2 separate regions of the Zea mays genome follow, and region 2 is linked to region 1. The links are chromatin contacts, called in public Hi-C maps. All regions are on one chromosome and are shown on one strand. Each heading gives the region's core, a stretch centred on a gene start, on an enhancer-like site or on the middle of the called end of the contact. The rest is flanking DNA. Distances are from core to core; before and after follow the strand shown.

Region 1 (4,758 bases), core at 866-3,365:
ACAAGTCAACAATATATATGTATATATCAAGATACAAGATAGAAATTAGGCTAGACAATAAGAAAATATCAGTTAACAAATTTCCTATGTGATTTAAGAACGTAATCTTCCACGAATAGCTAAGTTTGAATTCAAAAATGCAAATTTGTTATTTACTGATGCCTTTTTGAACGCCAAAGCGGTTTTGTTCTGAAAAAAAAATCAGCAAATCGTTTTTGTCTCTTCCATCCTGTAAAGTAGAATGGTAGGTTTTAAAAATATATATATATATTGGGAAAAGGAAACAGAGCTTTCGACAATTAGCACTCCAATAAATATTTCATCTGGACATCACTATGCAGTTCAGAGACTACTCTTAGCAAGCTGACCACAAAATGTTCATTGCCTAACAGGGCGTCTTCTTTCTAAATGCAGTTTTGGATCCAGGTGCTGAAGACACGCCGGACAAGACCAGCAAACACCAAAAGGCAAACATAGGATACTCAAGGAACAGACAGAACCATGTGCATCTTACCCTGCCCCCAGGACATCTTAGCTTACCTGTATCACTGATCTTTCTAATAGCCATGTTCATGGCATCAGCCACATAGATGTTACCCTTGTCATCCACTGTAAATCCCTTCGGATGGTTCATCCTCGCCTCTCGCAGCTTCCCATCAACATGACCAGGAAATCCTTCGGGAGAACCGGCAACAAGCTTTGGCCTGCTATCTGCATTGTTCAGCCCAGTTTCAAGGAATGAGATAAATCTTATGTGGCTCAAAATTATCTGCTGGAAAGAGAGAGAGAACATGATAGAAAAGATGTAGAATATCAGAATTCAATATAACTGTTTGGGTCAAATGTTTATATCACAGAGAGGGGATCAGCATGTGATGGTAGCAACACCTTGACGAAATTTGATTTGATACCATTGCATACATATAAGCATAAAAGTAGCATACATTGGATTGACACCTTTTCTCCAGAACACATTTCTACAAGTGAACACACCGCATAAAAATGGAAGTAGACCAAGTTGCATAAATCAGCTGAAAGCAACTGAAAAGCATCACGTAGCCTGTGCAGGCTGCAAGCTAACAAAGACATCGCCATCAAAAGAATAGTCATGCCGGAATTGATGACACCAACCAATCCACAGCTTCGGCAGCACCAACTCCACCAAACACCATAGCAGCATATAATTAGCGGAGCCCCACTGGGGAGTAACACCAAAACCTGCCGCATTCAGAGGGGGGGGGGGGGGGGGGGGGGGGGGGGGGGGGGCGGGGGGCTAGAAGGAGATCAGCCAGGGCGCACTCACATCGGGACAGCGGCAGCGCCATCCTGTAGATGTTGCTGTTCATGGAGTCCATGACGAGTAGTTCGCCGCTCTGGGTGACCTCCACGGAGTAGGGCTCGATCCCCAGCTTGCTGCCGTCGAAGACCGTCTCCACAGTGTACCCGCCCTCGTACTTCACCATAGACTTTCCCCCGCTCGCTGCTGCAACACCAGGAGGAAACACATCTCAGGAAAACACAAATCGGAACCGGAGGTGGAACAAAACGGCAGAGAGGTTTCAGTAGTCAGACCTGTCTTGGTGGTGGATTTGAGCGACCACAGCCGCTTCACCACCGCCGACGCCGCATTGGAGAGGAACCCGCTCACGACCCCTGCGATGGCAACGAAACACCCGTCAAATCCAACGCATGAAACCACCCCCGGCCGAGAGACTCGAGACTCGAAAGGCGAGCAAAACCAGGAGAGCCCGAGCCTCGGCTGCTCACTTGCGGGGTACGAGGACGCGGAGGTGGGAACCAAGGAGCTAAGGAGGAGCGCGGCCACCAGCAGCGCCCCCACCGGAACGCCCCTTGCGTTCCCTCCCTTGGTCGCCATTGGCAGCAGCAGCAGCAGGACAGCCGACAAGTGGGGGGAGATTGCTGCGCGGCGAAAGATTTTACAGGACACGGAAGGCGGACATCTGAGCGGGGGGGCAGGGAAGCAGGCAACGCTCAGATCGAGGACGGAGGATGGTAGAAACCACCAGGAATCCGAGCTTTTCTTGCGCTCCGGGAGGCGAGACGGGAGAGGAGAGAGATTGAACAAGTGGTGGTGGGGGCTGCGTCCGCTACTCCTTTCGGCGATTTCGTGGGGTTTTAGAGGGGAAGAGGAGAGTAGGAGAGAGCTCCGCGTGACGGTGGTCCGGTGGCGATGACTGATCAGAGAGAGAGTGTGTGTGTGCCGTGCAGTGCAGGGGAGTGGAGCGGGTCACGTGCAGAGGGTGATGCAGCGGATGTTCACTCATCATCGCGGTTTCGAGTGGCACGGCCCTTGTCAAGCTGCCATCACTCAGCAGGAGTGTAGTGGATGGCTAAAAAAGATTTTCTTTTTCAATTTAAGGTGCTTGCTATAAATTAATGTAAAAAAGTTTCCTTAAAAAAATCAGAAAGTGGCTTAAGATTTAAGCGGTTCTGTGAGGGCATCTTGAATCTCTCTAAATTATCATTTAAAAAATTCCGTGCGTACGATTGGAATACGACCAACCTTAATTTACAGTTGTGTTGCCTGTTAGTCTCTAATTGAGATTGAAAGAATTTCATGTGTGACCAATCCTCCTAAAGGTTACTTTGCTCCCATTTTATAGATCAAGAAAAAAAAGAGAGTTTACATCAGTTGGAGTCATAGGTCTAGTCGGCTAAGACCCAACAAACAAATTATTGTTTGTGAAGTCGTATAAGGTGCCATGACTTGGGTCGTGGTAACGTGTCAGAAATATCTTTCTTTGGCGATTGTCATACATACTGTAGGGACAAATCTATTATATCGCTTTTCTACGGACAGCGAGGGCCGTGACATTTGGTATGGTGTAGCTGTAACATCACACATTATATATTCAATGTGTTATATAAGAGACGTATTTGAAATCACCGCATTATGTGTCTCTATTTCGGGCCCCAATGTCCCTGACTAGACTAGGCACAAACTTTTGTCGTTCGAGTGGTTTTATATTTAATTTCCTTGTGTAGTATAGAATGACCCCCCACAGTTACTTTGGGTCAGTTTTGTTGGAAGCCAATATTGGGCACTGTTGACAAATTTTGATAATGTCCATCCACCATCCACTGAAAAGGATTGGTGAAATCTGGGGGTCGCCACCTCACCTGCTTGGATGGCCGAGTCTTGTTCGCGCTTCACGGGCAACAATTTAAACCTACCACGTAGCTCTGCCGGCAAGTAGCGCGGAGGAGATCTTGGACCTTTCGTGCGTGTGCTCGCTGCCCGTGTTTTGCTTGCCCGCCGCCGCCGTGCACGCCGGCCATGCATGGCCCAACGTTCCATGTGTGCCGCCGGGCGCCGGCCATGCATGCATGTCCCTTCCCCGAGTCCGATCGATCGAGTCGAGAGCGCGCGAGAGACTCGCAGCGAGGTACCTCGCCGAACGTTTCCACCACGTGCCGCGGGAGCTGCGGCCTAGCATTGGAAACGAAACTTCCAAGGGCGGGCGCGTCCGTCAGGCGTCAGCTCACATGCACGAGGGCCCCTACAGCCTGACGAGAGGTTCAGACGTTCAGCAGTAGTAGTAGTACTACTACTACCTCGCTGTTTGCTGTCCCATGCTTAGAGATGGCAATGGGTAAAAACCCGCTGGGTATTACTTGCCCAAACACGTACCCGCGAAGAAAAAATACACCCGCTAAAAAATCCATACCCATGACGGGTATAAAATTTTGCCCAAACCCATACCCATGCGGGTTTCGGGTACCCAACGGGTTTCCCATACCCACTAACATCAACATAAAAAATAATTCATCATGTAAATGACAATCAATACATTAATAAGGTAGCATAAAAGGAACAAGTGATAACTAATTTTAACCTAAAATTTGTTACATGAAGTTTATTTCAATTAGAACATATTCAATTAATAATATTATGAGACATATTTATAAGGAATGTTGATTTTAAGGCGGGTTTTAAAAACCCATGGGTTTGCGGGTATGGGTAGTGGAAGAACAAACCCATGCCCACGTACCCGTTGGGTTTCGAATTGAACCCATTAACAAACCCATGGGTAGAGAAATTGACCCAAACCCATACCCTAATAGAGCAAAAACCCACCGGGTTTCGGGTAGCGGGTACCCATTGCCATCTCTACCCATGCTGCCATGCCATCCTTGGCGTGCCGAGAGGACCTCAGCTTTACGTGACACTCGAGCGTCCTTCCAGGCTTTCTTCCTGCTCCTGCCCTGCCTGGGAGTGGGGGGACGCAACGCCAAGGCCAACGGCCCAACGCCAACGCCAACGCAGCGCACGCACAGGGCCAATCCCGGCCGGCCTCCGCGCTCTCCTTCCTCCCAATTAAACCCACGGGTGCGAGTGCTAGCCATGTGACGGCCGGGGCTCGTGCTTGGCGCGGCGTGGCCCGAGGACGAGAGACGCAAGAGGTGAGTGTCCTGTGTCCCCCGCCTGTCCGCTGTGGTGGCGCTGTCGTCGCCGCCATCGCGGACGCCATGCAAAGGATTCCAAAGTGCTCTCGCAATAGGAGTATAATATAAGCTGGCAAAGAAAATAGAAACCGCGGAAGGAGGCAAGAAACTTTGCCGTGTGGCCAGCCAGATCGTGATTCGTGCTTACCCACCAGAGCCAAGTGGAACTGGGGTCGCACGGACGGAGCATGAGGCGAATAAGCTGCAAATTAAAGGGGGGCGATTACCATGCAAATTAAGGCCCCGTTCGTTTACACAGGATTACACCAGGATTTATTCCAGCTAATCAAA
Region 2 (4,415 bases), core at 1,623-4,122, 980 kb before region 1:
ATATGGCCACCAAAATGAATCAGATTTGGCCCTTTCTTGAAGCAACCTCAAGCCCAGCTTCATAGCCCATAGTTCATCTGTGAAAATGATTGAACTTATTCCTTGTTTGAATTTACAAATAGAAAGAAATCCCCTTATATATCCAAAAGAGGGGTTGTGGTAAAAATGGCACATTTCAGCATCCGTAAACTCAACAACATTGTAGCATCAGTTACACACAGATTATCGAGGAATACAATAATAAGAAAACCTTAACACAATCTTGTTCAAATCAATATACTATCTGTTGGGGGCATACTCTGCCAAAGGTCCTCATAAAGCTTTTACTTCGGTGTGAACAAATGTGTTTCAGGTATACAGATAACGGCGAACGAAGCTAGCCTTCAGCTGAAGCTGCCCAGAATAGCCGAAGAAATGCGGAGAGAAGCTTCGTCTAGCACATATGGACGGCAAGGAAGAAAGTCGAAGCTGCAAGCTTCTGCACGAACAAGCTTTCGGGTGAGAAGTGACGAAGCAAATGAGGTCTGAGACTTACGCAATAAGGAAGAAAAAGAAAGGACAACAATACCCTTATATCATTGTAAATCATGTGTGTAAACTTTGAGGGCATGCTTGTAATTTTATACAAACTTGTACTTCTCCCCTATAAATAGGTAAACAGTGCCCTGCATAAATTCACCTTTTGAAGGGCCCAAGCTTAATCTTGCTTAGCCTTCGAAGTACTTTCGAGCTATCTTGTGTCAAGAAGCCGAAGGTATGTTTGTAAATTCTTGTAATATGATAGAGGATAAAATGGATTATGCTAAGACGTATGAGATGAGTTCCACATTTCATTACTCATTATTATCTCAATTGATGTTATTTCATTCACATATTTTTAAGGACATTCGTCCTCGAATTAACACTTCGAAGAAGGATTACTTGAGGACGAAGGTCCAGGCTTCTTAACTTGTGTTGCCTTGTTTTTTATGTCATGTACCAATCGAAAACAAGTATTCAACACTATCTCTGAAAAATATATGGGTAAAGAAGCATCAAACTAAGAAATGCCTGTAATTCCATTCTGATCAATGAAAATACTCCCTCCATCACAAAATATTAGCTGTTTTAGCATTTTAATAGATTCATACAATACTTAATGTATGTGTCTTATATATATGTCTAGATTCATTGACATCCATTTGAATATAGACATAAAATTCAAGGTCTACAACGATTAATATTTTGGGACGGAGGGAGTATGACGTTTATCCTCAACCACTTTCGAAGTACAAAAACTGAGTTGATTCAATGGAAAAGAGTACACACTGCAGATTTAAACTACACCTACTCATATACTTACTAGGGAGCTAATTCTAACAATTTTGGGTTCATTCCAACAATTTAAACATATCCACAAGCCCCGCAACATTGTTATAAGCATGAGGATTCAGTTAGTGATTTCACATTTTGTTCGGGGACTACTCCTCCGAAGGTCCTCAAAACACTTACCCAGTAACAGTTTTTTATTTTGTTTCAAAAGCAGAACTAATGCCGAAGGTGGCCTTCAATCGGAGTTATCAATATACACATTCCAGAAAGAGGAAGCTTCGAACAAATAACCTTGTGCTCATGAACGACGAAGCAAGAAAGTACCATAGGGCACCTTCGGAGTTTAGTCTACAAGTCGAAAGAGGGAAAGGACAGCTTCGCCCTTGGCATGTAAAATAGGCTAAATGTATAGGCCTAAGGTCACAATTGTAATTTCACCAAAGTTGTACCCCACGACTATAAAATATAAATAGAGGAACAATGCTATGTATAAGGGACCTTTTTCGAGCCTTGAGCACTAGATCGCTCAACCTTCGAAGATACCTTCAGGCTCTAGCTTGTGTAAAGCCGAGGAACACTTGTAATCGGAATGAAATAAATGCAAATGTATACATCTAGATGAGTGATATATTTTGCTCTTCATGATTTACACAATGTTTTCATTACCTATATTGCAATATCTTATTACCTTCTCCCTTTAATAGTCGTAGAAGAGTTAGTTAAAAGGAGATGCTTCTAATTTAATAACTTGTGTTGTCTTATTTTTTATATCTTTTAGAGATCAAAAACGAGTAACCAACACAGTTGATGGCTTCCAACACCAAACAAGCCCATAAAAACAATTCAGGGCAAACCCTGGATGACATAATCTGATATTCAAAATTGACACTCTTATATTACAACAACATTATCATATACTATAACAGAAAAACTGTTCACTGCTCCCAAGTGAGAAATTCAATCGTGACCAAGTGTATAAATTAGCATGAAAGCTCAATTTCAGTCACTTCAAAATCATTATAGAGGCTCAAAGCATTAGCAACCACTAATCAGAAAGGACATTACCCGGGACTTGTTGGGCGAGCTGCACAAGCACGTCGTCCGCGGCACTGGTGGGCCGGCGTAGTCGTAATGGAAGCTGGCTCGGGAGCGCGATGAGGACGTCCCCAATTGGGATGTCGCCGTAGGCCGCGGCGGAAGAGGCTGAGATCCCGAGCCCGTGTTCCGGATGATTCGCTACGCGGAGGGCACGGTGGACGAATCCGCCCTCGCGCTGCACCCACCGGACCAGGTCCGGCGGCTGCGGCGCGAGGCGCGTGGCGGCGGTGAACGCGGCAGAGCAGGAGAGGTTGCGGCTGCGGATGCTGCTGGCCCTACGTGAGAGTGACGATGAGAGGAGAGTGACTGTAGTAGTGAAGAGGGCCTTCCTTGCAGTCGCCGGCGTAAACCCCGCGGCGGCGGCCGCCATGGGGACGGACGCGCTAGCTGGTTGGATGCGGAGAGGGCAACTAGGTCCGCACCAGTATACGATAAGACCAGATGGGACCGAAACTAACCGCGTAGGAGTTTCATCTATCTGGCGGGTCCTACTCCTATATAAAAACAGGGTCAAAACCCTGTCAAGGCCGTCAATCAAATTCAAAGCTGTCGCACCCGGCCGGCAATGGGTCTCGTCGTCTCCGCCACCGCGTCCTGCAGCGATATCTTCTTCAGCCGACGCCGCTCCTCAAGTCCGCCTCCCCCAGCCGCGGCTAGCACTCCCCCGCCCACGTACACAATACCGGAGCCGGCCCTCGTCCGCGTGTTCCGCCACTTCGACGCGGACGGCGACGGCCGCATCTCGGCGGACGAGATGCGCGAGTTGTGCGGGTGCACAGCCGTGGAGGCAGACGAGATGGTAGCTGTCGCGGACCGCGATGGAGATGGGTTCATCAGCCTCGAGGAGCTCGAGGCGCTGTTTGAGGACGGCGACCGGTCAGACACGTTGCGCGCTGCGTTCGCCGAGTACGACGAGAACGGCGACGGCGTGATCACCGCGGAGGAGCTGCGCCGCGCTCTGTGGAGGCTGGGGATCGTCGGGGAGGAGATGACGGCCGAGCGGTGCGCAGAGATGATCGCGGTGGTGGACATAGACGGCGACGGGGTGGTCTGCTTCGACGAGTTCAAGGCCATGATGGACACGGCGGCGGCGTCATGAACCATACGCGCCCGGCGCTCTGCACCACACGTGTACGTGTACGTCTGATATTGTTCGTCGACATGATAACACCCTAATTAGCAGTAAACCCATTAGTTTTAGGGTTTCACGTTCTAGTCTAGTTCGAGATTGGTTTGTGATCGGATTAAAGTTTTGCGTTGTGGCGCCGTGTGCAATTGATTTCGATCATTTCCTTTAATTTCGCACATGTTGGGACGTTAGAAAGTTGAAATGAATGACGTATAGAATTTCAATTTGATTCCGCCGCCGGCGGAAGCTGCTCGCTATCTGGTGGAATCTGCTCGTACGTGTATGCTCGTTGGCTCGTTGCTCGCAGTCTCGCCTCAATTATTAATTTATTATCATTTGTTTCTCGTTCCCAAACACGTCGCCTCAAGCCCTCAACATTACTTTATCCAAACGTTGTCCTCGCACCGAGGCCTCCTATCATGGACGACAACGAAACAATGGATACTATTTTGAAACTCTGACTTGCAATTAAAAGGCAAATATAGGAGAGGCTTAAAACGTCTCCTACCATTTTGAAGTTTTGTACTGGAGACTTAGAGCATGTTTGATTTTAGTTACTAATTTTTAGTTTTTTCTATTTTAGTTATTTTTAGTCTCTAAATTGCTAAACACATGGACATGGTTATAATTCATGTGTTTAGCATTTAAATACTAACTAGCCAATCACCCGTGCTTTGCTACGGTATTTTTTATAAACTGGCTGGAGTAAATTTATTTGGTCTATGTTGTAACTTAGCAACATATATAGCACATGGTCATTTGTCGCCAGGCATATGGCTTAGACTTGCACGACGACCTGGGCCTTCGCTACCGGTACCGTCATAGCCTTGCTCCCTTTTGCAGTTGTTTTGCCTCCCGATGCCATTTTTTGAGTTGA

Evidence for each region. A called contact is a pair of places that touch in the nucleus more often than the background predicts.
Region 2: a contact with region 1 is called in a Hi-C map of ear, with 1.6 times the contacts expected there. The contact joins the promoter of LOC100285063 here to the promoter of LOC100276420 in region 1. A contact is called at or near these places in 3 of 25 Hi-C or Micro-C datasets (ear, leaf and tassel).

Annotation. Positions count from the first base shown.
Region 1 is chr4:171,083,927-171,088,684 of Zm-B73-REFERENCE-NAM-5.0, reverse strand. It overlaps LOC100276420, which reads right to left and starts at 2,115. Exons shown (of 7, transcript NM_001374057.1): 1 at 1,768-2,115; 2 at 1,573-1,653; 3 at 1,304-1,480; 4 at 541-711. The coding sequence starts at 1,876.
Region 2 is chr4:172,060,618-172,065,032 of Zm-B73-REFERENCE-NAM-5.0, reverse strand. LOC100285063 reads right to left here and starts at 2,872. Exons shown (of 5, transcript NM_001157958.2): 1 at 2,377-2,872; 2 at 1-77. The coding sequence starts at 2,779. LOC100285370 (polcalcin Jun o 2) reads left to right here and starts at 2,952. Exons shown (of 1, transcript NM_001158263.2): 1 at 2,952-3,684. The coding sequence starts at 2,975. The coding sequence ends at 3,508.